Linked DNA regions of Sus scrofa: all the other regions are linked to region 3. A link is a contact called in public Hi-C data. All regions are on one chromosome and are shown on one strand. The core of a region is the stretch at or near the end of the contact, and the rest is flanking DNA. Distances in the headings are between cores, read along the strand shown.

What was found. A called contact is a pair of places that touch in the nucleus more often than the background predicts.
Region 1: a Hi-C map of alveolar macrophages shows a contact between it and region 3, with 2.3 times the contacts expected there. The contact joins the promoter of GLTP here to the promoter of FAM222A in region 3. A contact is called at or near these places in 4 of 47 Hi-C or Micro-C datasets (alveolar macrophages, heart right ventricle, liver and 1 more).
Region 2: a contact with region 3 is called in a Hi-C map of liver, with 5 times the contacts expected there. The contact joins the promoter of ANKRD13A here to the promoter of FAM222A in region 3. A contact is called at or near these places in 1 of 5 promoter capture datasets (liver) and 2 of 47 Hi-C or Micro-C datasets (heart right ventricle and liver).

What each region holds. Positions count from the first base shown.
Region 1 is chr14:41,089,306-41,093,231 of Sscrofa11.1, forward strand. It overlaps GLTP (glycolipid transfer protein), which reads left to right and starts at 2,328. Exons shown (of 5, transcript XM_021072515.1): 1 at 2,328-2,592. The coding sequence starts at 2,490.
Region 2 is chr14:40,993,827-40,997,825 of Sscrofa11.1, forward strand. ANKRD13A (ankyrin repeat domain-containing protein 13A) reads right to left here and starts at 2,056. Exons shown (of 15, transcript XM_021074290.1): 1 at 1,946-2,056. It overlaps GIT2 (ARF GTPase-activating protein GIT2), which reads left to right and starts at 2,160. Exons shown (of 18, transcript XM_003483442.4): 1 at 2,160-2,368. The coding sequence starts at 2,317.
Region 3 is chr14:41,232,091-41,236,000 of Sscrofa11.1, forward strand. FAM222A (protein FAM222A) reads right to left here and starts at 1,769. Exons shown (of 4, transcript XM_021072447.1): 1 at 1,651-1,769; 2 at 1,117-1,243.

The sequences.
Region 1 (3,926 bases), core at 1,078-3,577, 140 kb before region 3:
GGAGTTCCCTGTGGTGAAGGGGATTAAGGATCCAGTGTTGTCACTGCAGTGGCTCAGGTGGCTGCTGTGGCATGGGTTCCATCCTTGGCGCAGGAACTTCCACATGCTGCGGGTGTGACAAAAAAAAATTTTTTTTTTAAATAAAAATCAAGAAATTTTGCCCTCAATTCTAGGTTTCTGATTTCCCTTGAGAAATCTGGAAAGCTAATAACTTTGTGCAATGAGTGGCCAGGTGAATAGCCACAGTGTCCTTTAGATGGTCTGTGTGATCCCCACTTCTCCACAGTCTCCATCACTCCTTATTGTATAACACTCAACCCTCAACATCCATTTATACTGCCAAGCTGGCTCCTGGGACCAGTGCAACCCCTGCCATAAGCTATGGAAATCCACCCCAGAGCAGGCACTTAAAATATCTGTTGGATGGATGGGTGAGTAGACAGATGGATGAACTTTCAAGACACTGCGTTAACTCAGAGCAACGACCTATCTCAGCACATCACACCTATGTTCCACGACAAGACAACACTTCTAGACTTGAATTTTTTGTATCAGCCATGGTTTCTGGTGGTTTGGCTGTGATGGAACACCTTGAGAAATCAGAGTGTTATCTGAGGCTGGAGGTCCCCATGTGGGTTGTGATCTCTCTGTGGAATTAATGGAGGTGTCTGAAAGATGGGTAGGGTTCTGGCACTGGGTCAAGGTGCTGGGCGGGCTGGTGAGAGATGCTTCAAGGAGATGATATCTCAGGATGCCTGAGGTGGTGAGGTTGGGCAGGGTGGGAACAAGTCAAATTTGATGGCTTGGGCTCCTATCAATGGGAGATTTGACTTGTTGGGGCATGTCAGGTTTGGTGTTATGAGTAGCAAGTGATGATAGCCTTGTCTCCCCCAGACCCTCTCATTTCCTGATTGTACGTGGATCATGCCCTTGGTGTGGAACAACCTCTTCTCCCGTCTGCCTCCTAAAAGATTGACTTGAAAATATTGAATAAGGCCTAGCAATTATTTTTCTGATACTGGTGCTTTCTCATAGCCCTTAGGATAAAATGCAAACTCTATACCCTCCTCCATACCCAACAAACCCTTGCCACCTCTCTGAGCTCATTTCCTATCCCTCCACTACTCTGCCTCTTCCACTCACTCCACTCCACTCCCATCCTCTTCCTGGTTCCCCCGGTTGCTTGCACATGTGCCAGCCACTTTGGCTATTTCCTACTTCTCCTTCTGGTCTTGGATCAAATGTCACCACTTCATAGATACTTATTGCCCCTAACTCCCTACATCCTATCCCAGCCATGCCCTCTGTCATCCCGTCACTCTATCCTGTTTTATTTTCTTCATTTATACTTATCAGTATCCAATATTGTCTTATTTATTTATATTTCTTAGTACTGTATCATGTTGTATAGTATTGTATTGTGCTGTGTTGTCTCCTTGACTAGAATGTCAACCCCATAGGAAGAGGGATTTCTCTGTACTGTTCATCACTTTATCCTCAATGCCTAGTACAGTGCATGGCATATAGTTAGGGCATGATGAACTATTTATTCTGGAATGACTTAGAAGCTCTCAACAACTGCATGCTAGATATTTGGAACAGGTAGGCATTGGCTTTTAGGACACAAGCCCCTAGGTGGGTTGTAGCAGAAGTGGACAAGCATGTACTATGGGCTATTGGGGTGAGGTCTGGTTTGGGGAAACAAGAGCAGGTTAGGTGGCGATTGAGTTGGACTGTAAACTGGCCTGAGGCTAATGGGTAATATCAGACTGTTGAAGTAACACTGGTTCCCAGATTTCAGGAAACAGGAGTCCTAGTTAGGCATGGGCTGAGTTAAATTGTGACTTGAGCAGTGTCCAATAGGTATAAGATCTCTGAAGAAGAATCAAGCGTCCTCACTGGTTGTAGCTAAATAGAAAACTGTAAACAGAACAGTGTCCAAAAAGTCACTTGGGGCTGTTGGAGAATAGGTTCTGTTTGAGGGGAAACAGATGTCCTGAGGGACACTAGGCTGACTGGACTGTAACCTGGGCGGGTGGATGAGATATGACCTGGGCAGGTCCACGTCCTCATCAGGCGAGGACCTGGCCTGAGCCAGCCCGTCTGGGGACGGCAGGAAACACAGCTGGGAACAGGCCACCAAGGAGCGGCTCACCTGGGCGTACCTGGACCCAAGAGTCCGCGCGCTTCCGCGCCAGGAGAGCTGGCCCCGCCCCCCAACCAATGGCGGCGCAGAGGTCCGCGGAGGCGGGCTCTGATTGGGCCAGAGGGGTTGGTGTGGCGCGCCGGACAGCTAAGGCGCTCGGCCTGCGGGAGGCGCTGAGCGCTCGGCTACGCGGGGCGCGGCGCGGGCGGAAGTGGCGACGCTGGCGTCCCCTGGGCCTGCGGCTGGCGGCAGTGACGGCCCCGGCGCTGACGGCGGCGGCCCGGGGGGCGGCGTGGACGCCCGCGGCGCCGGCTGGGGCATCACCGCGGGCCTCGACCCCGAAATGGCGCTGCTGGCGGAACACCTGCTGAAGCCTCTGCCCGCTGACAAGCAGATCGAGACCGGGCCCTTCCTCGAGGCGGTGTCTCACCTGCCTCCCTTCTTTGGTGAGCGAGGGTGAAAGGGGGAGCTGGCCGGCAGTCCTGTCCCAGAGCGCTCCCAGGCGCCTGCATCCTCCCGAGCATTGCCAAACCATCCCTTTCCTGGACACCCCAACTCCTACTTCCCCAGGCGTCCGAGATCCCTTTTTCCTTCAGGCACCCCAGATCTCCCCTGTTCCAGACCGCTTCCAAATGCTCTCTCCCCGGAACGTATCACATCCTTCATTTTTTCTCAGACATCTCCAAACCCTCTGTCTCCCCAGACATCTCACATTCCAACATATCCTTCAGACCGCGGCAGTTTTTCAGTCCCTGTGCACCCCAATCGTCCATCTCCCCACAAACACCCCTTACTCTTCTAAATCCCCAATTCTCCATCTCCCCCCTTCCCCCCAAGTCCTTCATTCATCACCCCATCATCCCCTTCTTCTCTCAAATAGCTCCCCTTAAAACGAATCCCCTCACTTAATAAACCCCACTTTTTTGTGTCTCCCAGCCTCTTCCTCATGGAACCTTCCTTGAGAACCCTTCTTTCCTCAGAATTCCCTCATTCCAGATCAGAGACACCCACCCCTACCCCCACTCCAAGGGCAGGAAGCCTGTCAAGATGAGGAGAGGGCTTTTGAAGATGGATTTGCAAAACTCTGGAGCCCTTTCCTGGGGAGAATCACCTAAAGTTTTCCCTCTGCTTGGAATAGGGGGTCTGAACCAGGGGGGGCTGCTCTGTGTGGTGACATCAGACACTGGATGCCTGGCATGGACTCTAAAAGAAAAAGACCCCTCCCCCATGTGTCCTGCCCTGGGAGGTCATAGGAGCCCTGGAGGCGGCACTAAGTTGGTTGCAGACCCTCCTTTCTCCTGTCCCTCAGCCCAGCCCATGCCCAGGACGGAAAATGGGAAATAGAAGACAGTACCATCTACCCCTGCCCTTTGCCTTTCTGGTCCTGAGTAAAGGGTGCAACCTGAGCTCAGCTTTCTTGTCTTCCATGTGGGCTTGCCCAGTGCCCCGCCCTGCTGGTTCACTTGGTGGCCTCCCAGGAAGAGACCAGTCCCCAGGGCAGAGTCCAGCTGAAGCCCGCAAACTCATGGGACCTTGACACTGGCTTGGACTGAAGGGATGTGGCACCAAGGTGGTCACTCCTTTTACTCCCTAGTGGGTGACCAGGGCTTGCTGTGGGCATTAGTTCCTGCAGTGCTGTGGGCTCTGGGGTGGCTGTGGCTACTTGGAGGTGTATCCCCAATCCCCTCCTCCACCTCTTGAGCCTCAGCGGCCCCATCTGTGAAGTGGGCATGATGATCTCCTAGGCTAGCAGCGAGGAGTAAATGAATGAGGTGGTGTG
Region 2 (3,999 bases), core at 806-3,305, 240 kb before region 3:
TTTCTCTTCATTGTCTCATGCTTATCTAATCTCTCTTAATTCATTAGTTGGAGAACTTCACAATGGCTGTTCACCAGAGTACCTAAAGTCAAAATAATACCTGGCCCGGGAGTTCCCCATGTGGCTCAGTGGTTAACGAATCCGACTAGGAACCATGAGGTTGTGGGTTTGATCCCTGGCCTTGCTCAGTGGGTTAAGGATCCAGCGTTGCTGTGAGCTGTGGTGTAGGTCGCAGACCCAGCTTGGATCCCGTGTTGCTATAGCTCTGGTATAGGCTGGCGGCTACGTCTCCGATTAGACTCCTAGCCTGGGAAGCTCCAAATGCCACAGGAGCGGCCCTAGAAAACACAAAAAGACAAAAAAAAAAAAAAAAAAAAAAAAAAAAGACCTGGCATTGCCTTGAGCTGCGGTGTAGGTCACAGACTCGGCTCAGATCCCGAGGTGCTGTGTAGGCTGGCAGCTACAGCTCTGATTAGACCCCTAGCTTGGGAACCTCCATATGCTGTGGGTGGGGCCCTAGAAAAAGGCAAAAAGGCAAAAATAAATAAATAAAAATAAATTAAAAAAAACAAAGCAAAACAAATACCTGGCCCATGATAGGCATCGAACATTTGCTGAATGGAGATCATAGTTGGGTTTACATATAATACACAAAATATTCATTAGCATTAGGGTCACACCTCTGCTCTCTATCACACTGATTAAACTCACTTCATTGCGTTTATCTCATACCATCCTGTATATTAGGTTATCTATCGTTATCCTCAAAATTGTGATTAAGAAATAATAGTAATATCAAATTCCAATAATAACAGAGGCTACTTTTTTTTTGCTTTTTGCTATTTCTTGGGCCGCTCCCGCAGCATATGGAGGTTCCCACGCTAGGGGTCTAGTTGGAGCTGCGCCACCGGCCTACGCCAGAGCCACAGCAACGTGGGATCCGAGCCGAGTCTGCAACCTACACCACAGCTCACAGCAACGCCGGATCGTGAACCCACTGAGCAAGGGCAGGGACTGAACCTGCAACCTCATGGTTCCTAGTCGGATTCGTTAACCATTGCGCCACGACGGGAACTTCAAGAGGCTACTATTAATGAGGGTTCACTCTGAGGCAAGCATACCACACTCTTCTGTGAATTATTCCATTTGTTCTTAGCCAGACAGTAAATATTTAGCTATACGTTTCATATATGAGTTTTGTTAAATATTCATCCTTTCCCTCTTCTCCTTCCTCTTTACAATCCTTCAAAAATGTAAAAATTAGGAGTTCCCTGTGTCGTGCAGTGGAAAGGAATCCAACCAGTAAACCTGAGGATGCAGGTCTGATCTCTGGCCTCGCTTAGTGGGTCCGGGATCTGGTGTTGCTGTGGGCTAGTGGGTAGGTCACAGGTGCAGCTGGGATCCCGCATTGCTATGGCTGTGGTGTAGGCTGACAGCTGTAGCTCCAATTTACCCCTAACCTGGGAACCTCCATATGGCCTAAAAAACAACAAAACAAGTAAAAATTAAGAGTTGATGGCCGAGCAATTAAGGACTCAGTTGTCACTGCTGTGGCTCGATTATTGCTATGGCTCCAGTTCCATCCCGGCCCTGAAACTTCCACATGCCAAAACACAACAAAAACAAAAAAATAAAACTATGAAAATCATTTTTAGGTGCAAGCCATACAAAAGAAAATTGTAGGCTAGCGGTAGATACACATTATCTTCCTCTAGCAGATTATATTAAAACTGCAGCATAAGGAAACACATAATATACCCTTATTTTACTTATTGTAGATCTAGCACAATTGAATGTTAGCTCCATAAAGACAGGAAATTTTGTCCTCTTGGCTCACTACTCTTTCTTCACTGCTTGGAACACTGTGTGTAATTTGCTGAATAAAGGAAAGAATATATAAATGAACTTGGCCAAAGTTATGCGAAATGACTTGACTACTGATTACCTCAGGCAGGTTGCAGCTGCAGACTTCTGGTTACTAGATTTGGTATTAATCAGTGCTGGGAAGAAGCGAATTTCTTCTGGAGAGGGAGACAAATTACAGAAAATTTGGAAGCAGGACGGAAGATCCTTGCCCTCACTCAATATGGCGACAGGGCAGCGTGCCCTTTCCGGTCACATGATCTGCCTATTGCCAAAGGGTGCCTCCCCGCGCGTGCGTGCTGGGCCGCGGCTGCGAGGCGCTCAGGGAGAGGCGCTGCCGCCAGCGCCGCCGCTGGGACCCGTTAGAGCGGAAGCGCCTCCGCCGCCGCCGCCGCCGCCGCCGCCTTCGCTGTCTCGGGGCCCCAGGTTCCCGGCAGGTGGGAGGCGGGAGCCATGTCGAAGCGGCTCCGGAGCAGCGAAGTGTGCGCTGACTGCAGCGGGCCAGGTGAGTCTCATCAGCCGGGCCCGCTCCCCTCAGCTCTCCTGGCCAGGACCCCTGCCCCGGGGCCGCCCCTCGAGCCGGGCGGGTCCCGGCAGTCGACCTCTGCATCCCATGCCTGGGGTCACGACGAGGAGGAAGGGGGGCGGTCTTGGGGCAGAACCTGCCCCTGGCCTGTCAGAGCCGGGCGGGCAGGGGGCCGCCGCCCTCCCGCCCCTCCTTTCCCTTTCGTTCACTCTGTCCCAGGCCGTCCGGGGAGGCGGTGGGGTCGGAGCCGCTTTCCTAACAGGAAGGGGCTTGGGCAATCCACAGGAAGGCCAATTACAGAAGTAAAATGCGAGCGTCTTCCCGGCTGCGGCCCCCAGAGACTGCAGGTGTCACCACCCCCTTCCCACAGTCACCCAAGACCCCCGTCCCCGGAGGCGCCCTGCTGGTAGTGGGCGACGCTCACCCCTTCCCTCCACTGAGACTCGCCAGAGGACCCCCATGGACGATTTCGCCATTTCTGGCATCCCGACTCCCGCTCCACGGCAGAGAGTCTCCAGGATGTCGGGGTCTTGCAAACGCCACCTGCACTTGGGAGGCAATGCTTGGCTCAGGTTCTGAGATCTGAACCGTCTGAGTTCAAACTAGATGTTCCCTCTGGGTGACCTTGGGCTGGTGACTTCATTTGGCCGAGTCTTCATTTCCTCATTTTTCCGATGGGGATAATGGGGAGTATGGTGCTTAGCGGTAGGGAAGATTCAGTGAATATTCTTAGCATCATCTCATTTAAATTTTTTTCCCCTATTGTGTACAGAACCTTTACAGTCCCTTAAAACTATAGTTGAATTTCTAAATCATGCATTAATTACAGCTTACAAAACCAACACACACCACATCACTGACAAGTAGACCCATTTGGGCATTTAGGCAATATAGGCATATGGCAGCACTGAAAGGCCAAAACTAAACCTCCCATGTGTAGTTTTCGTCTTAGCAGTTGGAACTGAGTTGACAGGTCTCTGTACTGTTCTCAGTGCTTGTATTTTTCTGCTTTGAATTTGAAGTAATTCAAAAGGTAAAATGGCACCACAGCATCCAGTAAACAATCTTAATGAAACCATTGCGCACCAGTGTTTTTGCGACTGTTCCAAACTTTGTCTTGTCAGATGGAAGTGGAGACTGATTTTTAAATAGTACTATGATAATTCAAACCTTATGTGGTTATTTCATGGCCTCTATAATGTAAGTGGGGTTACCGGTTTCCTTTGAAGATAGGGAGACGGGTGGAGGAGTTTAAAAAGAGGTGTTTTAGAAACCAAGTTAATGTGTTATACAAACTCCATCGTATTCTCTAAAAATGTTATTTGTTCCACTTCCTTATTTTCTTGCCTCTTTTCGGTTGAACCTTCTGTGATGTTTGATTCTTATGAGTCTAGATTCAAACTTCCTCTTGAAATGCATTTTCTGTGCTTCTCAGTGGGTGGTATGAGGCAAAGGAAAAACTGCAGCTCCCTTGCTACACTAAACACTATCTTGCACCTCTGCAGCATTTTGTGCATTTCAGAACATTTTCTCTTCCATTGTTTCATTTTAGTTGTTGTCTCATATGCCTAATCTACAGAGACTTGAGTCACTTCCTTCCTGTTTTGAAT
Region 3 (3,910 bases), core at 519-3,018:
CAGTTGGGATTTCAGGCTTGGCCAAGGGCGGTCATCTGGGAGTTGAGGAGCAGGGGAAGCCCTGGACTGGAGGGGCAGCAAGCAGCAGCTCCTCTGCACCTTCCCTGGCTGAGGGCAGGTCACCCCTGCTTTCCTGGGCACAAGTAGGGCTAGGGGCCGGCATCTCTCTGGGGACCCTGGGAACTCCAGCGTGCTGGCTGGGGTGCAGGGAGATCTCTGCAGCACCCCTTTTGAAAGCAGAAAGTTGCTCTACTCCGGAGTCCTGCGCCCCCAGGCACTGCCAGGCTACAGGGGCAAAGCTGAACACCTGTCTTTGCGGGGAGGAGCCACAGCAGGGACAGCTGGCATTGCCTCCCTCCCTACCCCTTTGAGGATTTAGGTCAGAGGACTGCAGGTGGGGGTGGGGAAAGTCGCTTTCACCCCTCCACTACCCAAAGGCATCCAGCCTCATTCCAGGTTACCACCACTCTGCCCCCTCCGGCCTGGGGGAGGGGGTGTGCAGACAAGTCACGTCGCCAAGGCAACCCCAGTGACATCAGAGGTCTGGCAGTGACGTCACAGCCGTGGCCCCACTGGGGAACCCCTCTTTCCTGCGAGTTTTTGGTAGGAACGCCGGCGGTAAGGGGGACCCTGCTACTGCCTAGCCTCAGCACAATCCTCAATACAGCCACCTGCGTGGTCGGGACTCTGCAGTACCTCTCTAAGCTGATGTCCCTGGAAGATTTCAGAGGCTAGTTGGGAGAAGCCCAAGGTGTCCCATTCTGGGAGCCCCCCCAACCCCTCTAAGATGCTAGAGTTGCCAGGGAATTTTCAGATGACTGAGCTGCTACCTTTGTTGGCTTTAGAGGTGGGGTGACCTTTCCTCTCCAGCACACGCCCCACCCAGAACTCCACCGGAGTCCTCACGACGGGCCTCCAGGGTCAGCTCCGGCCGGGAGGCCGGACTAGGCAAGTTGTGTGTGGGGAGGTGGGGGCGGGGGGGAGGGTAAGACAAGGGGCATCGCTGCTTCAGGATCCCCAACAGCCCAGGGCCTCTTTTTTTCAATCCGGCTGCCCCGACGCCAGCCCAGCGGGTGCCCCCAGCTCTGCCCCGGAACCCTGCCCCGCGGAACTCACCGAATCAGCCAGGCCGTCGAAGGACACCAGGTCTCAGCGGCCACAACTCTCCTCTCGCCGGGTCGCAGCCATGCAGAGGTGGCAAAGGCTGCCTGAGGAATCCCCCCTTGGGGGCCGATGCCTCCCTCTAGGTGGGAAAGAACGCTGTCGGTGAGGTCGATCCAGGCGCCGGCTCGCGCCGTCCGAAGTCGAGGGTGGGGATTCTCTCGGCTCAGTGGGGGTCGCGCCCGCCCGCGACCCGGGCCGCGCGGGCGCTCAGGCAGCGCATCCTCCCCGGGGCCTGTGCTCACCGCGTCCGGCGGGCGGCGCTGTGCCTCCCCTCCGGGTCCAGCTTAGGGCTGCAGCTCCGCCCGGCGCCGCTCCCCCGGGCGCCCTCTCCGCCCGCACCAGGAGCCCGGCGGCCGCGGCCCCTCTCGCCGGCCCCAGCTGCAGCCTGTCTTTGTTGCTTCCTCTCGCTCGACCGCCTGCCGGTGGGTTGCAGCCCCCAGGTTCGCCTGGGGTGGGGGGGGTCGTCTCCTCTGAGGTTGAACGCACCTGCAGCGGCCCGGCTCCTCGCTGGGCATGCACCGGCCCCCGCAGGTTGCAAAGAACGGCGGCGAGAATGCACCAGCCCCTCCTCCTCCTGCTCGGAGCCCCGGGTGTTGGGGGAGGGGAAGCCGGAGAGCAGCGGCAAGCCGCTGTGGTGGCAGCGGGCGGTGGAGGCTCGGGTGCAGCCCCGGGGGCCTCGGCGCCGAGAAATAACCAGTCCAGGTGGCGCAGGGTGGATGTGGAGACGGCCCGGAGGATGGTGCACTGGGCGTGCGAGCTCCGGAGCTGCAGCAGGGACGGCTCGCGCTGGGCTCTCACGCGCCCCTGGCCCCGGGCGGCGCGCGGGGGCTCCCGGGGCCTCAGCCTCTCACCGCCTGACGCACGCCAGCGCCTCGTCTCGCTTCGTGCCCAGGTGCCGCGCGCCGCGCCCTACAGGCGGCGTACCCGGCTCTTCGCCTCCCCCGGGCGCCGCGCAGAGCCTCTTCGCGGAGTCACCAGCCCGGCTGTCCCGCCCGCTGCTCCGCTCCGGCCCGACTGACAGGCTCTAACGCCGGCAGCGGCAGCCGCGTCTCGCCCCCTGCCCGCCCCCTAAGGTCTGGCCCAATCAGCGGCGGCCAAGAGGCGGTTACCAGGGTGACGCGGAGCCGCGTCCTGCGGGGGGCGGGGCCGGGGGCCGCCACGCGCGCTTTTCGCGGCAAAATTCAAAGGCCGGCAGGGCGGCTCTCCAACCTCCTCCCCCAAGCCGGGGCGAGGCGGGGTCTGCGTCTCAAGGACTACAACTCCCGTCATGCAGCGCACCGGCGCCGATCGTAGGATCCCCGACTGGGGCCAGAGGGCATGCTGGTATTTGTAGTTCCTTTTTTCGGGAAACAGGAGTGAAAACCCAGTACCATTTTATTGAGCACATATTTGGTAGCACAAGCTAGGTGCACTGTCTGCATTGTTTCACTTCATTTTGGAAACGCTCAATGAGGAATTTGTTAAAAATAATAAAGATGATAAAAGACACTAGCACTAGTGTAACTGAGTACTTTTCTTAATCCTTATACACAATCCTGTGAGGTAGGTATTATCACCCCCATTTTACAGATGAGGAAACTGATGTAGCAGGTACTATCATTATACTCCCACCTTACAGAGGAAATTGAGGCTAAGAGAGGTGAAGCGACACTCCAGAGTGTTTTACTCCAATTCATATTGTTGGCAGTGGTGGATTTTTGCCATCACAGTTGAGATCTGTGGAGCCCTTACTATGTATTACCAGGCATAGTGCTGAGCTCTTTGTAAGATCTATCTCACAGAATCCTCACCACACACGTGGTAGATAGGAACCGGTATTCTTCTTCCTCCACCGACTGGGAAACTGAAGCACAGAACCACCTGGGCCCAAATTTTGATTCCATAAAATGACACTGCACCTTGCCTTTTACTTTCTAAGCAGCTTCACAGGTTCTCATTTGTTCTGCCTGATAGCCCGCAGGTGGCTCGTTTAGCAGGCCCATTTTACAGCTGGAGAAATTGAGCCCTGGGAGGGATAATTCCTCAGTTGCCATGTGTCCATCACACAGCAAGTTGGGGAGCCAGCTTTCCAGGAAGGATCTCAGGGTCCCTAAAACAATGCAAAGTGGCAGCCAGAACTCCTCCCACCTGGCTCAGACTGTGTCCAGTAAGTGCTCAGTAAATGCCATCTATGGCGATACAGATGAGGGGAGATCTAGAGACTCTCATGAATGTACCTAGTGGGATGAGCTGATTATAGTTGAGCCTCAGTCAATTTCTAGGAGCCAACTCACCCCTAAGCCACCAGGGAGCTCCAGCACTGGCCCAAGTAGGGCATCCACAGTCTTATCTAGGACAGAAGCTGGCCCTGTTTCAAGCTTCCTGTTCCCAGCAGCTCCCTGCTCTATTTCTCCCCTGCTGCCCCACCCAAATCTCTAGGAGTTTGGGAGTTGGGGTTGGGGGTGGGAATTCACCTGGAAACATGATCTGGTCACCAGCTGCTTCAGCTCCTGGGCTGCCCGCCAGAGCTGCCAGTGACGTCAGGGCAGGTTGCCCAGGTGACCTGCTGGGTGGACTGGGCGTGGACAGGTGGGAAGGATGCTTAGTGGAGTCAGGCCAGGTGCAGGGTGAGGGACAGCCACGGGGATCAAAACCCTGGGAAGTAAGAGAGGACAGCTGGGGGAGAAGAAGGCAGAGAGCCACACCATAACCTTTGCAAAGTTTGGGATTTTTTTCCATCAGAGGTTACCATGACTTGACACCTACT